Regions from separate parts of the Sus scrofa genome. Here region 2 is linked to region 1. The links are chromatin contacts, called in public promoter capture Hi-C maps. All regions are on one chromosome and are shown on one strand. The core of a region is the stretch at or near the end of the contact, and the rest is flanking DNA. Distances in the headings are between cores, read along the strand shown. Region 1 holds the start of DAB2 (disabled homolog 2). Region 2 holds the start of TTC33 (tetratricopeptide repeat protein 33).

The links. Promoter capture Hi-C pulls out the DNA fragments that hold promoters and counts their contacts.
Region 2: a contact with region 1 is called in a promoter capture Hi-C map of fetal liver, with 3 times the contacts expected there. The contact joins the promoter of TTC33 here to the promoter of DAB2 in region 1. A contact is called at or near these places in 2 of 5 promoter capture datasets (fetal liver and fetal skeletal muscle) and 1 of 2 datasets of contacts at active chromatin or transcription factors (alveolar macrophages).

Annotation. Positions count from the first base shown.
Region 1 is chr16:24,775,583-24,778,272 of Sscrofa11.1, forward strand. It overlaps DAB2 (disabled homolog 2), which reads right to left and starts at 1,355. Exons shown (of 16, transcript XM_021076650.1): 1 at 1,004-1,355. The region is part of intron 2 of LOC102163534 (a long non-coding RNA gene); the gene reads left to right.
Region 2 is chr16:25,740,576-25,743,265 of Sscrofa11.1, forward strand. TTC33 (tetratricopeptide repeat protein 33) reads right to left here and starts at 1,387. Exons shown (of 5, transcript XM_021076656.1): 1 at 1,232-1,387.

The DNA.
Region 1 (2,690 bases), core at 105-2,604:
AATAACATAGTCATCTAATTCTTAACTCTGTGCGAAGTCACATTGTGCGTTTGTAAGTAGGACTTCAAAACAACCCAATAAGAAATGGAAGAAAGGCTGTTTCTAAAGATAAGTAGTGAGTCTGGCCTCCCTACCTTTCTCTCTCTCAGTTTTTAAATGGGCTCAAGCAATTTGAAAACCAAAATTACTGGACAGAAATAATTACTGGGCAGAACTGAGATGCCTTATGTGGTGAGGGTAGGTAAATTTTTGTGAGGTTGTAACAATGGCTCTTTTTTATGCCCTGGAAGTCCAACATTAAACATCCACTTCCATCAGGGACTTTGGAATTGCAATATATCGAATGAGCTATGCTTTATTACATGCTGATGGAAGTAATCACGGCATAGTCACGCATTGCAGATGCTAGCAACTTCTTCCCTTTTGATGTAAAATATAACATGAAGTCTTTGCATTAAAGTCAGAGGTATAAAATCTGCTAGCATCTGTAAATATTTTATTCTTTAGGTACTCCCCGGTGCTGAAAATAAAATGTAGAGAACGTTGCCTGAATTTCTGAAATAACCTCCGACCAAGAAGAAACCACCCAGTTTCTTTATCATAACAGCTCCCCCTGCTGCTTCAAAGTGAGGCTTCGTGCCTATTTGCCGTTTTCCCTTCAGTCTTTGAGGGGCTCTGGAAGCATGGCTGGAAAACATTATCCTCAACTGAACCGTAGCCAGGAAAGTCTCAGGAGGGAATTCTTTCCTGACATAAAATTAAACCTGGCTTCAGCATATCTTCGGGGGGAAAAAGAAGGAAAACTTACTGTTGATGTTTCTTGGCTGGGCTTTCTTTCTGTTCTTAAAGCAACATTATTTTAGAAATCTGTAACAAAACCTGTCATCTGCCAAGTCAGCCCAAGCATCCCAGCCTCTCTCAGCTCAGCTCAGCTTTCTCGATCTTGCCTCCCTCCATGCAAACTGGGCGAAATTTATTCAAAAACAGATGCCTTTTAACTCACCTGTGGTAGAAGCAGTGACTGTCTCTTCCTTCCGTGGAAGGGAATCTGATGCCAAAAGTCCCACAGAGTCCAAGGCAGAGTGGCACCGATGTGGTGGTAGAGCTGCCAAGCCACAGAGTAACCAGGCCTCCAGGTGACTTGTCTTTTAGCCTTGCTGGATTGATAATTGTTGCACGACTTCAGCAGTGGCTCAGGAGCAACTGGCTGCAGGCAATATATTTTCAGGTCCAACTGGATGCACGGCTTATTTAGAGCAGAAAATCTGGGTGCTGTGGCCGTAGGAGGCCTCTGCCTCTCTGTGCCTGTGGAAGATGGTGTGATGAAGATTACTGTGTGACCTGATGCCACTGGAAGGAAGGTGCTGGGTTATTTATTCACCCAAGAGGCAGATGTTAGAATCACTGAGTTAAAAAAAAAAAAAATTGCCTCAATCCAGGGCGCTGATGCTCTGGTGGGTGAAAGACATCTTGCATCTCAAGCTGAGGCCAGATATACTGTTATCTACCAACCCAGTGCTGGTCCAGAGTCACCTTTTTCTCTGCCTTTCTATTCCCATCAAAAACAATGACTTAGAAAGTTTGTCAGTGGGTATGAGAGTATTACAGCAAGGGAACTGACACCATCAGAAGTTTTGTAGCACGCAGCATGATCATTATAGGTTCTGGAATGTTCAGGCACTGGTCTCTGGCTCTGAATGTGCTACTCTCATTAAAATGTATTTCTAGGATAAGAGAATGGTGTTTGGTATCATCTGTGCAGACCAGGAAACAGCATAGGACACACTTCACATACTCTGTTAGGAAGTGGCTGAGATGGGGGCTAACACACTGAGAACTTGCCTGCATGGCTTGGGTTTAAGACCTACTCCTAATTGTTTTCCTTGCTTAAGAACATCTCCCTCAACTGGCTTATGTAAGAGACTGCTTTTTGGATACGAAGGTATTCTCCATCTGAGACATTCATTTATCATTGTTATTATTATTTTGGCCACGTCCTATGGCATGCAGAAGTTCCTGGGCCAGGGATCAAAACCACACCATAGCAGTGTCTTAAGTTATAGCAGTGATAATGCCAGATCCTTAACCTGAAAGGCCACCAGGGAACTCCCTGAGACATTCATTCAAAATCTAAATATTTCAAGATAGTAAAGTAACATTATAGTGAACAGTGTTTTTAGCGGGAACAGTTAGCCAGTTAACTAACCACGCCCTGATGATGGGGATGACATTGGTGATTGGGAAGTGCTTCTTTGAAGAAGGTAGGTTGAGGCAGAAGGCTCAAGCCAGAGGCAGTGGGTGTTGAAGGGAGGGTTTTGGGGAGACAATAGGTGGGGAGACCTGGGCCTCTCTGGGACAAAATGAGAGCACTGTGAGCTAGCATTTGGCCAACAAGGATGGAAATCGTGAGGTCCATGAGGAGATAGGTTCAAGGAAGAGAGTAGAGTCGGAATATAAAATCACCTTCTCTCTCATAGTTTTCTGAGCCTAACCTGAGAACTGGTCCTGTTTTCCTCAATATCCAGATACTTACATAAAGTGATTTCATTGTTCCTCACCCTAATAGGTGATTTTCCCCTCCACTTGCTTGTGTAGGTCTCAGAATAAAGACTGGAGAGTTGGGTCCCAAAAGAGAGGGCCAGTTGTCACGACTTTAGCCTGCCTGTCATTGTCTCCTGCCTGGACCTATG
Region 2 (2,690 bases), core at 137-2,636, 970 kb after region 1:
ATCTGAACGTGAAATTAAAACTTAAGGCTTTCCTAAATTTATACAGTTGGATGGGCAAGGTGCCAACATCCTAGCCTTTACATTTTCCCTCCAGGATAAGGAATCATATGGGTAAGTCATAATCATATGGACTTTATGTTAAACTCATAAAACAACACAAATTTCTTATTCACTTATTTATTTGGTGTTTTGAGGGCCGCACCCGCGGCATATGGAGGTTCTCAGGCTGGGGGTCGAATCCGAGCTGTAGCTGTTGGCCTAAGCTCCAGCCACAGCAACGCGCCATATCCGAGCAGAATCTGTGACCTACCCCACAGCTCACCGCAACGCCAGATCCTTAACCCACTGAGCGAGGCCAGGGATCCAACCCGTGTCCTCATGGATACTAGCCTGGTTAGTTAACCACTGAGCCACGACGGTAGCTCCACAAATTTCTTCTACACGGAATTGTAATAAAGGAATGCCACGAAAATTCTAGATAACGATGCTGCCATCGAAATTCTTTTGTTGATACAATGAACCCTGGGATAGTCACTCAAAGACGGTGGACGCCTTGACATTTTACCCTGCCACAGGCTAGGGAAGGCTTCTCTCCATGGCATCGGTGGGTGCAGCCCTCAAGGCCAGAAACCTGAGAAACACAATCAAGTAGTCAAAACAGCACCCTTCCGGATAAGAGCTGGGTTCAGAGAATGAGGAATTCTTGAAAGGATTTGCCCGAAAATGTTACCGCAAAACAGAAACTAGTAATAGCGACTTCCCATTTATTTTGCATAACAATTAAAATGTGCGAAGTTCATAAAGGCTGGGCAGGACGTCACCCGCGAGTTCACAGCCCCGCCCTCAGCCGCGGGAACCTTCCTCCCAGGGTGCAAAGCAAACTCGCCTCCCGCCCCTCCCACCGCTCAGGGCAGGTCAAACCCCCGCCACCCGCCTCGGAAGCCGCCCTCGGCGCGGGCGCAAGGGAGAACGGGACACCCAGACTTGCTGGTCCCTAAAGACCAACCTTAGCGTCCCGGTTCTGTCACACCCGCGGTGGGTCTCAACTCCGACTTCTGAAGCTCTTTCCCCCCCGTCACCCCAAGACCCACCAGCCTCGTTTCCTCCTCTTCCTCGGGCTTCCACCACGGACCGGGTAGTCCGTGTTACCTAATGATCGCTCTCCAGTCTCGTATTTACATTCTGCTTGCCCTTTGCCCACCGGAAACGGAAATTATGCCCGACCTCCTACCTGCTTGCCTTTGGTGGCGGGACTTCTAAAAAAGGGGGCACGCCGACCTGGGGTGTCCGAACTCTCCAGAGAAAGGAGCAGGCAAGCCGAGACTCTGCGCCTTTCTCAGCCGCAGTCTTTTCCCTGGTACCACAAATCCCAGAAGTCACTGCGGCCGCACCGACCCCATGACCCTCCGCGGCTGGTATGCAGGGAGCGCCCTCTAGCGGTAAACGAGGGCCTACAACGCAGTAGTGCAGGAAACCAGCTGCGCAAGCTGAGTGTGCGCGCGGAGAGAACCGCCCTGGCGGTACCGGGCGACCCATGCAGTCAGCAGACGAGGCGCATGAGAACAGTTTGGGGAGGGTGCTTTACAGACTAAGTTGATGAGGTCGGTCAGTCGCAGAGGACAGAAAATAAATAAATGGAGACACGTTAACTCAGGGAAGTGTTCAGGAAATTGAAAAATGAAGATGGTCGATCTCAATGTCTGTGCAAAGGAAGATCATTTTTCTAGACCTGATTTTCTCAACTTCAATGCTGCAACATTTCGAACTGAATAATTATTTGTTGGGAAAAGGGGGGCTCTCCCGTGCGCTGCAGGGTTTTAAGGGCATCCGCCGTCTCTACCCATTAGCTGCCATTAGCATCCACTATCACCCCTTCATTTGTGACACCAAAAATGCTTCCCTCCACACGTTGGCAAATGTCTCTGGCAGAAAGATGGGTCCTCCACCTCTGCCCCATTGAGGATCACTGATGTGAGACAATAATTCTCCAAAGTTTATCCCAAGACCCCCAGGGTCGTCCAGATCCTTTCAAAGTCAAAACTCTCATACTAACATAAAGGCATCCTTTGCCTTTTTCACAATGTTGACATTTGTAGTGAGAGTGGAAAAGCAATGATGGCTAAAACCACCAGCACCTCAGCACATCAAGGCAATGATACCAAGCTGTACTAGCAGTCATTGCAAGCATCGCATTTACTGTAAGAAAGAAAAAAAAAATGCTGTCACTCAATGTCCTTGAGAAGCAGTAAGAATTATTTTATTAAAATAATCCAAGGAGTTTCCATAGTGGCTCAGTGGTTACGAATCCGACTAGGAACCATGAGGTTGCGGGTTCGATCCCTGGCCTCGCTCAGTGGGTTAAGGATCCAGCGTTGCCTTGAGCCATGGTGTAGGTAACAGGCAGCTCAGATCTGGCATTGCTGTGGCTGTGGTATAGGCCAGTGGCTACAGCTCCTATTAGACCCCTAGCCTGGGAACCTCCATATGCCACAGGAGCGGCCCTAAAAAAGGCAAAAAGTCAAAAAGACAAAAAAAAAAAAAAAAAAAATCCAAGTACATATTTCCTTTTTAATATTCTGTATGACAAAATCAGAGATACTGATAATGTGACTTTGCTATATAATGAAGTATGATGTCTCAAGTTAAAAGCACATGTGAGGAGTTCCCGTCGTGGCTCAGTGATTAACGAA